Linked DNA regions of Pan troglodytes: region 2 is linked to region 1. Evidence: chromatin contacts called from public HiChIP or PLAC-seq data. All regions are on one chromosome and are shown on one strand. Each heading gives the region's core, a stretch centred on a gene start, on an enhancer-like site or on the middle of the called end of the contact. The rest is flanking DNA. Distances are from core to core; before and after follow the strand shown.

Region 1 (4,648 bases), core at 1,725-4,224:
AGTAAAATGTCTTAAAACCTTATAAATCTTTTATATCAGGGTAAGCACTCATTTGAAAAATTAAAATAAGGAAAATAATATTACCTAAGATGAATTAAGTATCATGATTAACATTAAAAATTTAGAATTTGCAAGGAAGTGAAATGAGTTTTCTAATTAAAAGATAATTAAAGACAGATTTCTCCACATACACACAAAAATTTCTCTAAAGCTTTATAAAGATTTAACTACCTAATAAGGTAGAGAAGTAATTTATGTGCCCACTAAAAAATACTCAATTTCTGAATGTTCGTCCAAAATTAACTTGTCAGATCATTAAATCATTGACTAGAAACACGTTGAGTACCTATTATGTACTAGGCACTTAGATCATTGTGAGACAATAAAAAATACTGCATTAGAAAAGGACATTTTTCACATCTTAAATGCAATAAGCATTATTTGGCTGGCAATTAATTACATTGAACACATTAAACATATAGAGCAAAATTCTGAGCAATCAAAATAATTATACCCTTGAGCAATCCATTATTTAAATTTCTTTCACTATTCCCTTAAGCTGATTTCTACTCTGGGATTCTTTCATAGTTCTCAAATAAGAAAATAAAAAATTTCCTAAATAAGGCAATACAAAAGAATAGAAATGTAAGAGAAGAGATGTATTAGCTCTTGAATCCCTGTTTCCATTTGCTGTCAATAGTGCCTCTAATGTTCGATTTTCTCTTCAAAGAAAAATCTTGATTTAAAAGAAGAAAAAGTACAATCACCTTTAACAGCTAAAGTATACTGATTAGCATCTACTAAAGTTAGCAAAGACTGAAACTGAAAAAAAATTGTAAAATCTTTATTCTAAGTTATATAACGCCATTCACCATAGTAATGATTTTATACTTTGGTATATGGCTTTTTAAAATAAATATTGCCAACAGGTAAAAATTTTTCCTTTGCTGTCTTAAGGCATTCCTAAGAGAATTTTTACCAGTGTGTGTGTTCATAACTTGAATGTTAATTTAAAGCAATGTTACTTCTATCACCTAAATGATATACTTATAGAAGAGTGGTTTAATTGGGAACAGAAAAACGCCACATTGCTTCTTCCCAAGAAAAAGGGATGTATTCCATTCTCGAGGTCTCTCTCCCACTCTCTATTTATATATAATATACTGCATAGATAAATATACACACATTATATATGTATTTTTTTGAACTTAAAGAAGACTGGACATATGTATTTACATGTATATATCCAACAAATATTTAATTTTGAGATCTCTCTCCCTCTTCTGATTTATTATTCTCAGTATGATTCTCAAACTGTACGGTCTTTCACATTTCATTCATTCATCAAGCATGTATCGAGTCCCTTCTGCATGCTTAGCTTTTTGTCATATGGAAGGAAGATACAAAAGAAAAACTGTTTCTGCCCTTCAGAATCTTTCCATCTCTTCTAGGAAGGAGATAAAACACCATATATCATTAAGAAATTTATAAGACTAGTCCCAAAACCAATGGTACAAGCAACATGCATTTTACATTTATGTAGAATTTTAGAGCTTGGAAACACTTTCGTGATATATAATCCTAAGAACAATCTTGTAAAGTGCACATTATTAGCTCCATTTCAGTGATGAGGAATCTGAGACAGAATTTTAAGTGACATGTCTCGTTCAAACATTATGAGTGGAAGAGTCAAGACTTAAGCCTGAGTTTTCTGATTCTAAGCCTAGTGCTCTTTTCAACACAGCACTGGAAACCAAAGATTGTGGTACACAACAGGGCAACAGCCAGTCTTCTGCTCGAGGTCCAACTAAACTGGACCCATACCGAGCAGTGTCCAGCCAAATGTCCAAATTAATTTTATCCTGCAAATATTTGTTCTTCAGTGTAATACACACAGCACAACTACCATTTCCTTCATCTTAGTGCCTTTATCTCCTACATTCCAGAAATGGGGATGTCAAATTTTTTTTTAATCTGGCCTAGATGGAATCATATAAATCTCAAATCATAATATAAATCTTAAAGGTCTGGTTTCCACCAATCCTTCCACATTTTGTTTTCCCCCAGCACTAGAGAGCCTAACCTACCCTCACCCCTTTCGAGCATTCTTGCTCCAAACGACCACCTATTTTAAGATGTCAATGACCCTTTCCCAAATTCTACAAATTCACCCCAGTTTTGCCACCCGACCCCAGCGCCTGCCCGGACACGTTCCCCTCCCTCCCAATAGATTTGATACCGAGTTCAGGTTCTGCAGATCCCGTTGCGATGCTGTCACACAGCACTGACAGATAAGATTTGACCTTTCGACTCCGTCCTTGGGGACTTCCCGCTGGCCAAGAAGGGTAGTTCCAATCCCAGGAAACGGGCTTCCTGCTCAGGAACGCAGCCTCTAGCAGCGCACAGTCTGAGGCAATGTCTCCGGCAATTAGAACGATGCTGGGCGCCCGGGTGTGCATCACTCTGCCTCATACTCCTACCAACTGCAGGGCACTCGGTCCGGCAGCCAGTCCATCCCACCCACAGCCAAGTCCCAGCCAGCCGGACCTTACGCAGGACCCCAATGATAGGTCGTTGACGGCTGCAGCAAAAGCCAAGGCCACCTGCCGCTGCTGCCCATCCCCGCCAATCTCAGACCCCCTAGACTGGACCGCAGAAAAGCGTTTCTATGGGAACCCCCTCACCGAGAATCACGTGACGCAATCGGACGACCAATCGCTTCTTACCTCTGCCCGCGGTCCAGCTTTTGGCCCTCCCTCTCGCCCCCGCCTCCTTCGCCCAGCCCCGCCCCTTGCCTGCGGAGAGCCCGCGCCTGCGCGCTGTGTCCTGCGCGCTCCTTCCCTCGCGCGCGCTCTCCGTGGAAGAGCAGGGGCAGCGTGGGAGGCGCCAAGGGAGCGCGAACCTGAGGAGGAAGAAACGGGGCTAGCGCGCAGGCCCAGAACGGTCCGAGCCGCGGCAGTCGGCGACGCCCCAGAGCGGAAGAGGGAAGTGAATCAGGCGCCGGGTAGTGGGTTGCTGGGCTGGGCTTGCTGAGGTAGAGGCAGCGCCAAGAAGAGGCCTTTGCCGCTGGTCGGGATTGGGATGTCGAAGAACACAGTGTCGTCGGCCCGCTTCCGGAAGGTGGACGTGGATGAATATGACGAGAACAAGTTCGTGGACGAAGAAGATGGGGGCGACGGCCAGGCCGGGCCCGACGAGGGCGAGGTGGACTCCTGCCTGCGGCAATATCCTTGCATTCACCGCCCTCCCCACCCCAGCCCAGCCCAGCCCGCCCTTCTCCTGGGACCCGGGAGCCTGCAGGATCCGCGGGGCACCGGCGCGGAGCTGCCCTCTCAACCTGCGGCTTAACCTGTGTCTTTGGGATCGCCCGCTCTGAGAGGGCAAGGGGGAAGCCCTCGTTTCCTACCCAGTCGGCAGGAGACGCGAGGGTCCCACTCTTGGAAGCCTGCCCTCCCCCGCGCGCCTTCCACGCCCCTAGATTCCTCAGGTTGCACCCGAGTGCCTGCCTGCCTCGGGAACTGGTCCCGCCGGCCGCGCCCTCGCGGCGCTGGGGAAGGCGGCCCCGGCTGGTGGGGAAGGCTGGTGCCGAGCGCCTTAGTTTTTCTTCCTAGAACTCTTATTTCCTGGGGTCACATTAGCTCCAGAAATTTCTGATTGTGGGGAACCTGCATCTTTCCTTAGTGGTTTTGTTTTTTGTTGTGTTTTTGTTATTGGTAGCGTTAAGGTAGTTTATTCCTTACCAGGGGGCGGGGGGAGATGGGACTGTTCGAAAATTGAGGGTCCCTGTGCTTTCAGCCCATTGGCCTTTTTAAAAAAAAAAAAAAAAAAAAAGAAGAAGGGGATTTGGCAAAATATACATTGTACAGAATTTGTTAACCGGGGGAGGGGAATGAATACAAAAAATACAAAACTCCTAGAAGGAAGCTTGGAGCCTTTTACCTGCTAAGAAAAGGACAATAGAAAAAACGACGGGGAATGCGTGTGGAGAATCCTTGGAAATATTTAAAATAAACCCCAATGAATAAGATAGAAGATGAGTCATTCGTATAAAGCAGAATCATTTTTGTAATCCTAAAATTGTTTCCATTTTAGTTAAAATATGGCAGTCAGTTCCCGGTTTCTGTTTTTGCATATTTGAATATTCATAACTTTGGCTTCGCATTTGCATTACATCTTTTTTAGAAAAATGTAAATGTTGCAAAAAAACCGAAGCTGTAGTTTTAGAAAATCTCAGACACTGAATTTGTATGCATTTCTAATTATTCTTGGGTGTATTCATAAGGAAGACTCTCAACAATGTCCTGTTATATTGGGGAAATATGAGAGTGAAAATATTTAATGGCAACAATATCCTTTTTTAAAGGCACCTAAATAGAGCATTAGACATTTATCAATATATAGATAGTCCTTTGCCACAACTTTCACAATTAATTAGATGTTGCTCTTTTGCATTATTTAAATACTTAAGTGCTTGGAGTCATAAAAAATGAGCTAATCTACATAAGGCATGCTTCTCTAGAAATCCCTGCAGCCTTGAAAATAACAGCTTGTCAACCAGAGATTTTGTGTAAGAACTTTTTCTTTAGAAAATAAATGGTGAACATGCTTCCTAAAAACATTATTTGTGATGGATAGATGGTGTTTTATG
Region 2 (5,014 bases), core at 2,211-4,710, 160 kb after region 1:
TGAATGAGCAAATAAACAAAGTCTTTCCTGATTCCCTCCCATTGCTCAGGTGATCTCCTGCCTTTGGACTCAAAACACTTCGTATCTTTTATTTTTATTTATGTATTTACTTATTTATTGAGACGAAGTTTCACTCTTGTTGCCCAGGCTGGAGTGCAATGGCGCCATCTCGGCTCACTGCAACCTCTGCCTCCCGGGTTCAAGCGATTCTCCTGCCTCAGCCTCCCGAGTAGCTGGCATTACAGGCGCCCGCCACCATGCCCAGCTAATTTTTTGTATTTTTAGTAGAGACGGGGTTTCACCATGCTGGCCAGGCTGGTCTTGAACTCCTGACCTCAGGTGATCCTCCCGCCTAGGCCTCCCAAAGTGCTGGGATTACAGGCGTGAGCCCCCGCGCCCGGCAACATTTGGTATCTTTCATGGTACTTACACTCTGTGCTGTTTAATTTACTTGCCTAATAGATACTCAACTGCAAATTCCTTAAGACTAATCAGCACCCTGATGGTTTCCATATCTCTTTATAGCACCTACAACAGATCTTTGTCATAGCTGTATTTATTTGAAATATTAAACAACAAAGGGATATCTAAGATGAAGAAAAGGACCTCAAATTACAGACATCATTCCAACTGTCCTGTGGTCACTGGGCATATATGTCGTGTTAAAATCAAGCATTCAAGCATTATTCAAATATCTCATCATTCTCTTCTCTCCCTATTATGCTTAATAAAACTTTACTACTTTAAAAATTATAATGGCCACCCTATGTATCAGGTAACTACACACCTCTTGCAATATACATATAGGGATCCACACACGTCAATACTTTCATGTCACTAAACAGCTAAAGTGACTTTTCCACTCATTTCAGACTTCCACCTCATCCAACTCCCTCCTCCGCAAGGTATGAAACAATTTTTTAAAAAACATCTTTCCATAAGGCCTCCCTTTCTTAGTTCTGCTCCTGAAAGACAAAAAGGACCAATTTTAAAGTCTTCCCCTTTTCTAAGCAGTAGTCACTCCCCAGTTAATTTCAGGATCTAACAACCTTACTTTTCTCTATCAAGATTTTTGACCCACTTTACCTCTGCCTCCAAGCTCTTACTCAGCTTCCATGGAACCTTTCAGCTGATACAAAAGCTGGTGTCCTTCCATTCAATATGTTCTCGCCATCAGGTACTAAGTTCAACCTATCTACATCTTCATCCTGAAATGTGCATCAATCGCCGCGCCCCCCACCCCAGACACACATCTCGCACACACACACACTATACCCATGTGTCACTCTACCTCTGACATACAAGTTCCTTACACCACTCTTAATGAATGCACACGACTCTCAGAATGGTATCTTCCGACTACACTGATTCTAACCCAGTTTCTTCTGAAAAACCCAACCTTGTCCACAGTGCCTCCCTCTTTCCTCACTTCCCCATCTATTCCCCTTCACGCCTCCCCACACCGCCAACTAACTACAGATGACATTATTCCTCAATACTCCCAACCCGAGAATGAAGAACAAGCTTCAGTTTCCTGCGGTCTCCCTCTCCCCCTGTCTGCCCTCCGCGGTTCCCCCGCCCCAGCACCCCAGGTGTGCAGACTTCCTCCCCGTCCTCTACTCATGCATCGCTCCAACCAATCCCACGCCACACCACGAGTCCCCTGCCACGGGGATCAGACTCCTCCACACCCACCTCCACTCGGGGTCGCCGCCGCCTCCCCGACGTTTCTCTCCACCCCTCGCTAGCAAACCCGAGACCAAGGGCGCGCGCGCACATTCTCACGCTTCCCCAACCTCCCTCCTCGCACCGGGACGAGCTGGCTTCGCCAGAGCTCAGCCCGGGCGGTAGGGGCTAGGCACCCATACCCGTTCCGCCCCCTCCCGCAGATCCCCCTGCAGTCTCCGCCGCCCTGCCCGGCGAGGAGAGGACGCAGCAACTCCCCCGCCACCCCGGACTTACCACCTCGGTGTCTGTTGCTCCATGCCCCAACCTGCGGCCCGCTCCCCCTACGTACCAGCCCGGCCTCGGCACTCACCGGAGGTACTGCGCGCTCTGCAGGCTCATCCTCCGCCGCCGCCGCCGCGTCTTCCCGCGAAGCCTCCGTGGGTCTCTCAGGCTCCTCGGAGCGGCCCCGCGGCACCGCGGGTGCTGGCGGCCGCCGCCATCTTCCTCTCCTCCAGCTCCTCCTCGCTCGGCAGGGGGGTGGGGGTGAATGAGGCGAGGGGGAGGGAGTGGGGAAAGCTGCTCTCGCTGCTGCTCTGGCCCGTGGGGCGCAGGGACACTCCGACCCGGGGGGGAGGGGGAGGGAGGAGGGGCGGGGGAAAGAGGAGAAGCAGAGGAAGTCGGCGACCGGGCGAGGGAGGGGGTCCCTCTCGCGAGATTTCAGCAGCGCCTGTCCCCTCAGTGATTTCCGCCTCTCTGTAGCGCTCCCTTTTGGGATCAACGAGCTGTGTGGCGCCTGTGCGGCTTCTGAGAGACCGGCTGGTGGCGCTTGGAGGCTTCCTGCCAATCCACCCTTCTCCTCCCGCGCAAGGGGGCAATCCCAACCCCACCACCGGGAACACCCAGGCCAAAAGAACGGGAGTTACACTCAAAGTCTTCCCCCTTCTTATCACTCCTGCCGATTTCCCTCTTCCTTTTTGCACGCCTCCACTCTTCCCCACCGGAAACGCCGCCCCTTCCTCCTACAGTTCCTCCCAGCAGTCCCTCAACGCTTGTCTTCCCTCGCGCGTAGAGAGTGACTCGAAGGACCCCCTCTCCTCTTCGCTGCAGCCCCTCCCCATGCACGCTGGGAGACTCTTGGAGGGGATAAGGTGGGGCCCGGAGAGGAAGAGAAAAGAAGACAATCGGATTGGATAGGCAGCTGCCATGGCAACTGGAGGCTGTGGTTATATTGTCATAGTAACCGATGTGTGCGGACAGGGTCACCCTCCCCTTGGCCAATGGATTCCCAGGAAACCGCCCAGGGTTCCCCGTTTGGCTTCCCTTCCATCTAAAGTCCTCCCCCAAGTTAGGAATCGATGTAGTTCTCCCCGGTGGTGAAGTCCACTTCCTCCTCCCTTCCCACTTCCCACAGCAATTGGGGGGACACCCCGAGGCATTCACCATGGGCTTTTCCACCCGCCTGCGAGCGGGAACCACCTCCGTAGTTTCCTCTCAGAGCCGGGCGTGGAGAGGGCTGGGCCTGCGAAGAGGATGCATGGCCTGGAGGCTGGTGGGCGGCGGGCTGGAGTCGGGAGGGCGAGGCGGCAGCGCCAAGCGGCGAGGAAGGGCAAGGGGTTTCCCCACAACTGCCTTGGGCTCTGGGAGGCGGGATCCCGCCTGGACGGGGTCCCTGAGGGAGGAGAGCGGCACACGACAGCCGCGATGCCTTCCCTGCCGACGGGGATAGCCGACTTCTGGCGAGTCGACCCCTCCCCCAAATCCACCCCACCCGCGTACTCCCTCCTGACCTAGCTGTCGCGAGCCTGCCGCGAGGAGGCCAGGGTGAGGGTGGGAACACATCCTAGAAGGCTAACACGTGGTTTTCTATCATTTAAGCCGGGGACAAGCCGGAAGGCTGACTAGCGCCATCACTCTGATAGGCACCCCGCAGTGGGGATCCTGCTTGATTATTAAAGGCAGACCTCCAAGTTCCTCCCTGCTCTGCAACCTTTCTCCTCTCACGGGTCTGCAGTGTTTTAAAAGTCGTCATTCTGTGTCGTTGAGTTAGAGAGGAAAACATCGGATAAAAGAGGATCAAGAAGAACGAACCCTAGATACATCTGTCTGGTGAAAGGAGTCTAGGAAAAGAAGTTTCATTCTCAGAACAAATCTTTTTGGATATTTATTATGTGTATTTTGTGTCAGGTTTCGGGCCAAAAAGCTGAAATAAAGAACGAAGTCAATAATAATATGAAGTGTATGAGAAATAGCTGGAAAATTCATCATCCATGACTTGAAGAAATTGACGTTTTACAAGTTATATTTTCGGTTCGTATTGTGGAGTCATTTAAGGAGCTATCCCAAATTACTTTAGGATATGTAACTATATAAAACCTTCCAAGAATGCAGCCCTCATAGGATAGTTAAAATAAGGATTTTAATGGGCTATTTTGATTTGGTTTGGTCTGGTTTGGCTACCTGATTCCTGCTGTCTTTTTCTACGCCAGGTGAAGAGGCACTTTCAAGATCCTTCTCTGAGACCTGCACCAATAAGACTATACCAATGTTCAGTTGAAACATCAGGTATAAGTTTAGCGGAAACGAAAGTACAACCTGCTTTGAAATAAATTCCAAGGACAGATTGTCATTAACGAAATAGAAAGTGGACTATGCCCCTCATGCTGCCAGCGCCTGGTATGATGCGGCGTGACACGCAGCGCTTGCGGCAGTACAATGCCCCCAATCACCCGCCCCGCCCCGACGCGCCGCCCACTCACGGCAAAGAGAGCCACCTAGTGAGGGATTATTCTCATTTCCGCGGTGGGGTTCTGCTTTGCCTTCTACCATGAGCGCCCAAGGATAGAGACTCCTACTACCTATTACCTCAAATAGCCTACATTTCTTTCCGAAAATTTATTGGCTAGATATATTTTTTTTAATTTAAAGACCAGTGTGATCGCGTATTGGTTAGATTTTTTAATTGGTTAGATTTCAACCAGAATAAAAATTGTAATAATTACCCCCTTACTAATCATGGTAATAGCCATTTATGTCTGTGGCACATATCTCCAATAAAGAGTGTATGAACAGTTATCATACATTCCTGATAAGCAATCTAGGAAAATATTACTACTATCTTCTCATTTTGGAAATAGAGAAACGGATCAGAAAGATGAATCCTTTTGTTAGTGTTTGCTGATTTATTCCATAAACATTTACTGAGTACTTATTATATTTCAGACACTGTTCTGGTTATGATGGACACCACAATGAAAGAGACCTGGTCCCTGTCTTGAGGAAATCCAACTGCTGGTAGAGAGCTCAGAGTAATGATTAGGATGCAATATGAGGGATGCAGTAATTGGGG

What was found. HiChIP or PLAC-seq counts read pairs in DNA pulled down with a chosen protein or histone mark.
Region 2: an H3K4me3 HiChIP or PLAC-seq map of stem cell-derived excitatory neurons shows a contact between it and region 1, with 5 times the contacts expected there. The contact joins the promoter of SMG7 here to the promoter of ARPC5 in region 1. A contact is called at or near these places in 1 of 7 Hi-C or Micro-C datasets (stem cell-derived neural progenitor cells), 1 of 1 datasets of contacts at active chromatin or transcription factors (stem cell-derived excitatory neurons) and 1 of 1 other capture datasets (stem cell-derived neural stem cells).

The regions. Positions count from the first base shown.
Region 1 is chr1:65,456,918-65,461,565 of NHGRI_mPanTro3-v2.0_pri, forward strand. ARPC5 (actin related protein 2/3 complex subunit 5) reads left to right here and starts at 2,975. Exons shown (of 4, transcript NM_001246501.1): 1 at 2,975-3,224. The coding sequence starts at 3,082. RGL1 (ral guanine nucleotide dissociation stimulator like 1) reads right to left here and starts at 2,677. Exons shown (of 18, transcript XM_016933982.4): 1 at 2,240-2,677.
Region 2 is chr1:65,620,483-65,625,496 of NHGRI_mPanTro3-v2.0_pri, forward strand. It overlaps SMG7 (SMG7 nonsense mediated mRNA decay factor), which reads right to left and starts at 3,461. Exons shown (of 22, transcript XM_024350512.3): 1 at 2,039-3,461. The coding sequence starts at 2,067. It overlaps LOC107969542 (a long non-coding RNA gene), which reads left to right and starts at 3,853. Exons shown (of 5, transcript XR_001711462.4): 1 at 3,853-3,975; 2 at 4,155-4,230; 3 at 4,888-5,013.